Linked DNA regions of Columba livia: region 2 is linked to region 1. The links are chromatin contacts, called in public Hi-C maps. All regions are on one chromosome and are shown on one strand. The core of a region is the stretch at or near the end of the contact, and the rest is flanking DNA. Distances in the headings are between cores, read along the strand shown.

Evidence for each region. Hi-C and Micro-C count contacts between places; a contact is called where the count stands out from the background.
Region 2: a Hi-C map of crop shows a contact between it and region 1, with 5 times the contacts expected there. The contact joins two enhancer-like sites. A contact is called at or near these places in 2 of 2 Hi-C or Micro-C datasets (crop and liver).

What each region holds. Positions count from the first base shown.
Region 1 is chr2:47,387,486-47,393,127 of bColLiv1.pat.W.v2, reverse strand. All of the region lies in intron 1 of LIMD1 (LIM domain containing 1), which reads left to right. Among named protein-coding and RNA genes, the nearest start is that of LIMD1, 16 kb to the left of the region's middle. Within about 2 kb of position 3,302, at least 1 of the 3 cell types and tissues checked has an H3K27ac peak away from gene starts, as active enhancers do.
Region 2 is chr2:47,438,050-47,443,691 of bColLiv1.pat.W.v2, reverse strand. LARS2 (leucyl-tRNA synthetase 2, mitochondrial) reads left to right here. Exons shown (of 21, transcript XM_065051765.1): 15 at 5,440-5,543. Among named protein-coding and RNA genes, the nearest start is that of LIMD1, 35 kb to the right of the region's middle. Within about 2 kb of position 2,206, at least 1 of the 3 cell types and tissues checked has an H3K27ac peak away from gene starts, as active enhancers do.

The DNA of each region.
Region 1 (5,642 bases), core at 2,053-4,552:
TGTGGAGAGGATTCCTGGCTGCAGCTGGGGCTTTGCTTCAGGGACCTCTTGCCCTCCGTGGCCTGGCGGCTTCCAAACTGCTCTTGCACACAAAGCTCCTGTTAAAAATAATCCAGCAGCAGGTTCGAGCTGTTTTAAATTTCTAAAATTATTACTGTGCAACAGGCGCTTTGGAAAGAAACACTGTCAAGCCTCTTTTTAGAACGGATTTTGCCATCTTTATTTGGAGATCAGGGCTAGGGCGATATATGTGATTGCAGAGGTATCAGTGGTTACTTCCATTTGTGTTTGTTTGTGTTCAGTTAAAAAATAGCTTAATCCCATTTCTAATGAGGTGGATTGGTGAGGACTGATGGAGCAGCTATTTGCTGCTAATTCTAAAAGGCAACCCTTTCCACAGGTTTCCGGTGCAAGATGAAAGGGTTTGCGTGTCGGGCCTCTGCAGCTGCCATCTTTCCCTCACGTGCAGGTACCTATGTGTGTGTTGAGGCTCACAAGAAACCCACCAGCGCAGGGGTGGTTTCCTGCGCTGCCACCGTGGTCTGCAGGGCCCTTTGCCAAGGAGTTGTTTGCTCTGGGGATTTTTGGGGCAGGGGGAGCAAATGTACCTTAGGGGAATCACTGGCTCAGGTGGCCCTGAGAGGAGGCAGATGTCCCATCCCTGTAGGCATTCAAGGCCAGGCTGGACAGGGCTCTGAGCAACTATAGAATCATAGAATATCCCACAAGGGTCGTCGAATCCAACTCCCGTCCCGGCATATGACAACCCCACAGTTCACATCATGTGTTTGAGGGTGTTGTCCAGTCTCTTCTTGAACACTGTTTGGCTTGGGGCCGTGACACCTCCCTGGGGAGCCTGTTCAGTGCTCCACCACCCTCTGGGGGAAGAACCTTTTCCTAATGTCCAGCCTAAACCTCCCCTGGCACATCTTCCTGCCATTCCCTCGGGTTCTGTCACTGGTCACAGGAGAGAAGAGATCACCTCCTGCCCCTCCTCCTCCCATTGTGAGGAAGCTGTAGACCATGATGAGGTCTCCTCTCAGTCTCCTCCAGGCTGAACAAACCAAGTGACTTCAGCCGCTTCTCATGCAGCTGCTTCTCCAACTTCACCAACTTCATAGGCCTCTTTTGGACACTATTCAGTATCTTTTTATGTTTCTTATACTGTGGTGCCCAGATCTAGTTGAATATCTCCCTGCTCGTGGCAGGAGGGCTGGACTCCTCTAAAAGTCCCTTCCAACCCAGACTATTCTATGATTTCCCAGTCTCCTGGACCATCAGTGAATGAAAGGCACACAGCCCTGTTGTTACCCAGAGAGAGCGCCTGCGTCTCTGCGGGCTTGCTGTCATCTGCAGTAAATATGATGAGACGGTTTTGTCTACCAGAAAAATAAATATTTGTCTGGATGGTTTCTGTCTGTCTAGCTGCAAAGCATGTCCTGAGCAGCCTATGTGGAAACTCTGTTTTCCAGCTGAAAAGTAAGTAGTGCTTTTAAGGTCGAGTGGAGTTCGTGTTGGACACCGTCCGGTACAGTCTTGTCTTTGAGAAGTCAAGGTTGCTCGTGCTTTCAATCATGAAATTTCTGCTCTGGTGGAACCCTGAATATCTCTGCTCCAATAAATAAAATATACAAAATTACCTATTAAGGTAAAGCGTATTGTCCTCCAGATATTTATATCTGCTGTCCTGCTGTTTTCATTTTAGTGAGGATTTCTAATTTTGCTTGTAGTTGGATTTGTGTCCAAATGTGCATTAGTTTCCCAGATACAAATACTGAGAGGGTCTGAGGAGGGGAGGGGAGTTGATACCTCATGGTGCCAAATTTCCTATGCCCTCTATTTCCTAATACACATATATTCAGAGATAAATGATAGAGCAGTTGGTTGAGCAGAGCTACGCATATGTTACAAGCTTCAGTTGTCAAGAAAAGAAAAAGTGCTGTTTTATCTGAGCCATTGGCATGTAATGCAGAAAATTTGGCTTAGAGGTCAAAACAGCAGATTTAGAATGATTACTTTGGCATAAATGTCTCATTTATCTTCTTGTTTGTTACAGGGCAGAGACACAAACAAGGCAACGTTTTGTAGAGAGGGAGAGGAAGAAGCTTTAGGCTTTCTGCAGAATTAGTAATAGATTATATTTGATTTACAGGAGGACCATTAAAGTAGGTTAAAAAAAAAGGGCTTCAAAACTCACAGGGGTGTTTCCTGCAAGCTCAAGGTGTCAGTTTCCATCTTGTGTTTTGTTTTGTTTTTTCTCAATTTTTTTAGACCAACAGTTGCAGTTATCAAATGGTTTGTTACACATTAACCATTTAAGTTAAGTCACATGTTTATACCTCCTCAGAACACAAAAAATGCAGATGTTTCCACATGTTGATATTTGTTATTTAGGTATTAAGGAGACCTTATAAATGATACTGATTTAACTAGACAGTATCGCTCTAACCTATTGTGGTGGTGTAGTGTTTTCTCTAGGGTTCAGCCAGGCTTATAATCAACTGCCACAGATTGCCTGGAAAACAGACCTTTTTAGCTCTGCTGGAAGTGTAATTTAGAGCATAAGGGTCTTGTACGTGAGCCACTTGGTCCTCAGAGGAAATGTGAAAGCTAAAAAAGTGCAAGGGAAGTGTCAGAGATGACTGTGAAGAAAATCAGTAGGCGAGGAAGGAAGTCGGAAAGAAAGAACTGATTGCAAGGTGGTTTGAAGGTGGGTTTGATGTTGAACTGTAGCAGAAGGTCCAAAATGTGGACCTGATTTTGACCCCTTATTGCAAAAAGATGGCGAACTCGCATGATTGCCAGATTACAGAATTCGACCTTTGACGTGTCAACATTACTACATTATTTTTCTTTTTTTATTGTAAGCTCAGATTAATGTTGATGTCTGTGTTAAAGGGTAACAGGCTGCTATTCCAGTGGCAGAGTTTGAAATAACGCGAGCTGGCTGTCTCTTGCAACCCACTGGGGATATATATGTTTTTTTTTTTTTTAATATTTCACAATGTAGTCGTGTTTAGAGGTATTAAGGGTCATTTACTAAACCAGGTATCGAAGCAGTTTGTCTGTGAGCGTCGCCCTCTGCTTGGGCTACCTTGTCTTGCTGTGGTGATTATAAAGCATGGCTACTTAGAGTGATGTCTTTGGCATGATTATGTTGAATAAGCATGCCCCATATTGGTATATAACCTCTAGAACAACAAGGCCATGGTTTCTCTTGGTATTGCTAAATAACTCTACAAGTAGAAAGTCACCTTTTTCTTGCAAGTGTAACTTAATCCCAAGTTGCAGGACAGCCAGCCTCGCCAAGTGAGTTTCACAATGGCACGTGTATGTGTGTGGGAACCTTCAGATGCAGAAACTACCAGCTCTTCCAGTGGAGGCAGAATTTACTCCTTGTAGTTGGACATAAAACAACTACACTGATTGACACACTGAGAAATGCACAGATCGTCAAAGCGGAGAGTGCAAGAGCACTGCTGGTTATCCCTCCTTGGCATCCCTTTAATAAAATTATCATGCAAGAGTCCACATAGTAAACAATAAAACAATATATTTTTGTAGCAAAAGTAATCTCAGAAAAGATTCAGCCATGCCTGGAGACAGGGAAGCCATCAGTGCATGTTTCCGCTCCAGTCTAAATTGCTGCTTTGTTCATGCTGACTTCTTATCTTCAGTCTCTCAGCTCGCTGGCGAGGAATCCCTGCTGTTTGGCACAAGAAGTGCTTGCTATAGATGAGAAACTCCAGGGCAGACTTCATGGTAGGATGACAGGATTATACGTGTTCCTTTCTTGGCCAGGTTTCAGGGTGGTGGTGCTCTGGGGTCTGAGCTGAAGGGGCTTTCACGTTGTCCAGGTGTCCTCAGTAGATTTCCCCTCTGGAAAGCTGCGAGTGTTCAGCTCACACATGGGAGATGCAGTCAGAGCTTTATCAATATGCTGGTGGTTTGAGTTGATTGTGTATGTTTTAGTGCTGGCTTAAAGTCTGAAATCATTAGGACAAAAGGTTGAAATGTTTAATGGAATGTATTTCCAGTCTTTCTGGTATTTGTATTTTACAATGTCATCTCCAAGGTACTGGTTTTTTTGTTAAGAACAAGTTTAGGATTAATTGTACTGTAAAGATTTTAGGATATTTCTTATAATGTTTTAATGGGACCTATGAATAATTTCCTGAGCAGTGGCTCAGTAAGCACTGAGATCTCTTCCATGCCTAGAGAAATTAAAAAACTGCTGTCTCATATAGTTTCGATGCAGTTATGTTCACCAAGAGCACAGAGATTGCCTCCCCCTCCTTCCTCCTTTGAGCCTCCGTGTGTTAGGGCGATGGTTGGTGGGTGATGGGCTGGGAGGCCAGCTCCCACAGCCACCTGGTTTTGGTGCATTTTGGGGAACAGGGCAGCTGTCTCTGCGGTGATGCAGAGAGCGACTGGGCCCTTAGTTGAAAACCATTACCTCAGTAGGGACTCCCCGGGTTGTAGCGCTGCTTTGTCACAGGGTGACTTTATCTTACCTCTGAATTTTGAAGCTTCTAGGGGCTTTCCCTAAAAAAGAAAAAACACTTGAATGTCATCTTGCAACCATTTGCCATCAACAGAGGGAGGGTCATTGCTCAGTTGTGTGGCTTACTGTGGTTTCGCAGTGGTTCCCTCCGAGGAGCCATTTCTGCCTCCACCTGTGGTTGCTGTGCCCTTAGAGGTGGCTGACCTTTTCTTACATGTGCCAGAGCATGCTAGTGGCTCTCAGGCATCAGATCATTTTCTCACAGCTTTGGGGTTTTGTTTTCGTTTTTTTTACCACCTCAAATGTTCAGTGAGAGCACAAAAGGCGTTTTTTGCGGTTTTACAATACAGCTGGTGTGGCTGAGAGAAAGACTGAACATCTTAATTATGACGGAGCTACTGCATCTGAGCACATTTTTTTTCTAGGAGACAGTCTATCCTCCTGCCCATGGACTCACCAAGGCTTTGGTCTGAGCTGAGGTGCCTGCTGGATGATCACAGTCTGAGTTTACCTGATTTGGAGGATGTGCAGAGATCTGAGTGGCCCGTTTGTGCAGCCCCAGTTCAAGAGCAGAGTGGAAATATTGACGCTTCCGTGTCAGACTCGGTGCTGTGTCCAGCTTTAGTGGCAGCCAGCAGAAGTTGCGTGGGTGGCAGGAACTAAGTAGAACTCTGATGCTCGACCTAGCCTGCGGCACACAGGAGGGCACCACACTGTGTGTCAGCAACGTCATTATCCACGGAGGGCTTCAAAAGTACAACTGCTGGCGAGGAACCACTGGGTCTCGTGTATTACTGATCTGTGGGCAGCGGGGACTTTTGTGTGGCATGGGGGAGCTGAGGGCTCTGGGCTCTGCCTGCGCCTGTTGTGCTGCCTGCAGGGTGCGCGTGGACCAGAGTAGGTTCTTTGATCTGAACCTCCTCATACTTCCTTGTGGAGGAAGAGCTGCAGCTTGGCCTGGAGCCACCCAGGTCTGAGGAGGAGCTTGTTGCAGTCCTTAGCAGCTAGATGGATGGTGTTCTCAGGCTGCTGCCTCACTAGTGTGTCAGGAGGTTGCATCCAGTGAGTCCAGAAACTGAAATCCTTTTGGATTTAACCTGCCATTAGTAATCACATGTCCAAATTTATCTTACAGCCA
Region 2 (5,642 bases), core at 957-3,456, 52 kb before region 1:
GCTGGATGAGACCCTGAGCAACCTGAAGTTAGGTCTTCTGTGAGAAAGGGGTTGGACCAAATGACTTCGAAAGGTCCCTTCTAGCCTATGTTATTTTAAGAGTCCGTGATTCTGTACCTGTATGAATTTGAAATGTGTTTTTTTCATAGTCTGCTGTGACAGAGCAGCAATACCAAAGCACTGTGCCTAGATTGGTCTACATATGGTAAATTGCAGAAAAAAACCTCTTAACTTCAATTAAAAAAATGCTCAAGAAGCACTTGACTATGTCTAGTGACAATAGCAAAGAAAATTTCTTTCTGTACAAGTAATTTGCAAGACTGTGGAGAATTCCTTTGAGGCCATATGCAATCTCAAGAACTGTTTGTTGCACACGTGAAGATATGTTACAGCATTGCCCCTAGGATCTACTGTACGTACTGCTTATATGTGTGCTCAGAACACAAGATGACTGTAACAAATTCATCATTACGCGCAAAATTGTTTGCTTCCTTTAGCTCTATGCACTTGGAGCATTAGGTGCTTTTAAGTCATGAAGTTAAATTAGGATCTTGTTTTGATATGGAAATATCAACTCCTTTATAAATATGACCACGTGTTTAAAATATGTTTTAGCATTGGTCAGAAGCCACTTTTGCTCAGTCTTCTCTTAGGACAGCTCAAGGGCTGGTCTGAGAGATCTGAAAAGAGTGATTAGAAACAACAAGCTTATTGCTAGGAAGTTTAAAAGTCATGGTGTTGAAGCCCACAGCTTCGAGGGAGAACATTAAAATGTTAAAAAACACTGCCCTCTTGTGCATTTTCAGCCTTTCTCTAGCTGCTCAGATCTTGTTCACAGATCAAATTAGTAAAATTCTGCTGCATCTCAGTTAATGAGAGCTGCCACCATTTAAAGTGTTATCTAGTATCCTGACAAGTTTTTATTATTACCCTATCAATCTGTAGGAATTTTTCATTTTGATTGGTTTTCTTCAGGGAAATTTTCATTGTTTGGCTCCTATCCTCTGACTTTCAAATCCATGGAAATATTTTCTGACAGTCTTAAATTCTGTACTAATGGCTATTAATATAATCAGGAAGGTGAAACCTAAAGTTTAACATTTCATAGTTCAGATTTTCAAAGCAATCTCTTCAAATATTATGTACATTATTACAATAGAAATATTATAGGCCATTAATTTGCAGATGTCACACATGCTTTCATAAAAAATGCAATGTTTGTAGGCATCTAAAATTGTAAAGGTGTGAATATAGTTTAAATATCCCCTGATGGTGAGGCATGATCTTTAATATTTTTAATGATTGAACTGGAGATGTTGGGAAGTGTTGCTCATTTCCTCAGGAATAACAAGGCAGAATAAATAGCACCCTCTGGGTATTGGTACATGTGACAACAGATTAAGCCCAAATTGATGTCATTTTCTTTTAGAAATCTGGTCTGTAAAGTGTATTGGTTCTGGGATTAATTTACAAGCCTATCAGCCTTCCCAGCTGTGACCACCGCTGGGAGAGGGGCCAGGTAGGCAGGTGGGGCCAGCAGCCTCCTCATCGGTTCCAGCCTGATCCACCATGGTGAGCATGTGCTGACACACTCGCTTACACCTGCTCAACTGGATTATTGCAAGTACAAGTTACACAGAATTTGACTTTTCCCTAGGCTTTAGTAATTGGTTCTGCCTGATGAATAATTGGAAATGGGATCTAGCACATTCTCCCCAGAGGATTATAAAGCAATAAAAAAGTTTATTGTTGCCATTAAGTCAGCAGATTTGGTTCTGACAGAGAAAGCACTGTTTTCACATAGCTACATTACAGAATAAAAGAAGATAAGTGTGTGACAGAAATAACTTATCCTGTAAAGGCAGGATGTTAGAGCTTCTCTGCATTCATTAGGGACTTTGTCAATAGTGTTGATTGTAAGTAAAAGCACTCAGCTATTGGCTGTGTAAAATCTGAACGTTCGATATTGTTTGATCTTTTTTCTTCCTAAAATGATGAGTTCCCACATCTCCCAGTCATTTCTGGCTTTCTACAGGATTGCCAGGTTGTTGCAGGTAGGTCTGACTGCAGGTTTCACAAGCACCTGAACTCAGTTGGCAGTGACTGACCAAGGTCTTGTCTTGGCCCCAGAACATACTATCGGGCTCTCTCAGCCTCTCAGGAAGTGTGGGATGCAGATACAAGCAGTGAGCTCCCTTGCCAGAGCCATCCTTTCTTCTGACTCTGCTCTTTGTCACTGTGGCAGGCTCCACAGAGTCCTTCCAAGCAGGTCATTTGTAATTGGATTGAAAGTCCTACTCGCGGTGTGTGGAGGAGAACAAGTAGCCTAAGGACTTGGCAGTGAGCAGGAGTTCCTGATCTGTCTGTCATGCTTGCCCCTCCATCCATTGCATGCTTCTATATAGAGAACTTATTCTGTTGTAGAAATGAACCTGTACATGAACATTACTGAAAGGAAAAAGGTGGATTACATGCTTCATGGCTAGCACAGCTGATCCTTCTGGGAGGTGTCAAGCAGACTTAACAGGTGGGGTCCCGTCTGACGTACGTGTTCAAAAGCTGCAACAACTCAGGACACGGTGCCCGTACTCCAGCGTGGGCACAGACCAATTTCACAGGCAGGTGAAGGCGCATCCTGTTCCAGCACCCTTACAATCTGAAGTGTAATCAAATGTTCAAAGAACTCAAGCCACCTCTTCATTTTCTGTGCCAGAAATGTCTGTTTGAACACAGCTTCACTTCAGGTGTGCGCAGTGGTGTGGCTCAGGAGGCGTTTATGACACCAGACCATGACTGGTGCTGCAATATTTAGATCAGAATCGCATCACACCTGACGTGCTGCTGTGTCTTGGCAGTTCCCTTCTGCAGCCAAGAAAGACGTCGCTTTCTTCAAAGAGGAAGGTTTTTAGGTGTTTGGTTTTATCAATGTATATTAAAGTGTAACTCTGAGCGTGACCATGAGATGGAGCCACAACAACACTGGCAAAATCTCTGTACGCTGCAGGAGAAATACAGTACTGGGCTCGATCTGTTTTTGAGCCCTGTGTTTGTTAGATGGTCTCTGGCTTGCTCATTTTGGGCATGTCTCCATTCTCCTGCGGTCTCCCACTAGGAACACGTAGGGGTTTTTTTCCCCATACTTGGTAATGTATTTTGTATTGCATTTTTGTAGCCTCTGTCAGCATAAACAAAAATAGGAAATGCTTATTCCTGCATTCAGCTTTTACTAACTTGGCGTATGATCTGTGCTTACTCTTTGTCATTAAAAACAAGTCTTCCTTGGAAAGTCACTTTTAATGGAGAGCCCTATCTGATTTGGATTTTCTGGCTACTTCATTAGCTTTATTTTACATAGCAGCAAGTGTAGCTATTTTAATAATGGTGTGAGACCTTAAAGAGACTGAAATATGCAGTGACGGGGAAAAATATTTTTATTTTTCCTTGGTGCAATAAATTTAATTTGTGTAAGAAACTTATCCTGAACAGTTATCTCCTGAAGCATTTTTCCACCATTTGTTGATGACAGAATTGCAAGGGTTTTGTTCCTGATTTTAATCTTCTAATTCACTTGCATATTTTGAGATAATTATTGCCTATTTTTAAAATACTTTTTCTTGCTTGTCCTGTCTGAATTTGGCTTCAGTTCTCACCTCCTTAAGTTCCTTTGATTTATTTCTAAGCAACAGGATTTTTCAGACAGTCTGTGAAATATTGTCTAGGAAATGTTTATAGAGATGCTTGAATTGCTACTCTAGGCGGCATGGCAGAGATTAGTGCTGCCTGGTGACTGAGTGATACGCCACTATGTGCTGGTACTTACACAGTATTTAGAAGTATACAAAATATGCAAGGAAGGAATCTCATGTTGAAACATGAATATGTTGAAGATAAAGTATGAAGCCTGTCACATGCCCAGTTTAAGGCTTTTCTTTCAAATATCTTCTTACTTCAGAGTCACCAAAAGGTTTAAAGACTAGTATTTGGAAGATACCCGCTTTAATAAGCGAAAACATGCATAATTGTTATAGAATTTAATAATACTTTAACTGTATTATTAAATAAATTATGGTGTTTTAAATCATGAGATAAATTGCCATATAATTTATATTTCCTAATAATGTAAAATACTAAATGAACTCCTTAAAAGTGAGTAGTGTTTTAGATTATGACTTCTTTGTACGTGTGAAGTAAAATGTGGAAGTCTGGTTTTACTCTTTCTTCTTTAGATGGTTTTATTTCAGCTTTATGAAAAAAATATGTAAGTAGGAGGAATGCATCCCTTTTACACAAGTTGATTTGGTAGATGTGTGGGGCTTCATTAGATGGAAGTGGGGGGGATCCAGATTGCTTGATGTCGAGCACACGTGTGGGCATTAGGAGACACAAGTCAATAGTAACCAGCACTGGTTAGCACATCCTCCAGTATGATGGTCACCAATGTCTTTGTGTTGGAGGATCCCAGGAGAAGACTCTCCAGACCGTGTATGCTGGCTGGGCCTGGCTTCACACCTCCTACTAGGCCTCTACTCTTCTTAGAGTTGCTGGTAGAACGGACTTGCTTTCCTGGCCTATTGAGTGGGGGCCAAAACATCTAGAGATTAACTTTGTTGCCATTTTTTTAGAAGAGAAAACAGCAACAAACGTCTGACTTGATGAATTTTAAGTGCAAGGGCATTAAAGGAGGTGGCCACAATAATGTATCTGTCAACCAGAGCAGTGTTTACTGAGCACTTTCTTATTGTTGAGTGCACTACTACCCTTAGCTTTTGTGCTTTTAAGGCTCCGCTTAGGTCTATCATTCACACATTTGATGGGATGTTACTCTTCCTGATGTGAATTTTGCCAGAAAAGTGAAGTTTTAATGTTCAAGATGCTAAAAAAGTGATCCACAGTGTACTTTTTTCTTATAGCTAGGTCTTCATGACTAGTTCTGTAAAGGCACAAGGCATGCAAGTGCTTATATTAGAGAAACTGTCTTCTCTGTTTATAGAAAGAAACATGCAGCAAGATTTTGATTTGTTCAAAATACTGTGCTCCTCAGAGAGAAGCTAGCGCTAAATATTTGTAAGACAGTGAGGCCAGGTACTTGAATGCTTTTATGCATAGAAATTTAGCTTGAATTTAGTGAAATTGCACTGTTGGCCAAGTAATTTTGGTGTATAATCCATTTGCCGATTTGAAAAGTGATGTTAGAATAACTCAGTACTAAATCAGCATGCACAAATGTGTGCAGAATACAAATAAATACTTATACTTGCCAGCCAGACACCATCAATAAATGCACAAAGTACTCTTTCTAAGGTGACAACTATTTATATACAGTCAACTTGAAATTCTTGTTTTATTAAATAATTGTGCCTGATTGGCTTGACACCTGAGGCTTATCATAAAGTACAGCTCTTTTCAACAGGCAAGTTTCTTTTTTTCTTCCCTCCTTAGGGAGCCTTTCCATAAACTCTTGGTTCAAGGTCTTATCAAGAATCAGACATTCAGACTAACAACAACAGGCCAGTGTTTGAAGAGAGAGGAGGTTGATCTCACTGGTAAGAGAGACTGCATGGGAAAATCAGCATAGGTACATCCAGAAATTCAGTGATTGTTTTGCTGTACAAGGCTCAGTGCTGGGAAAATTTGGAAGAGAA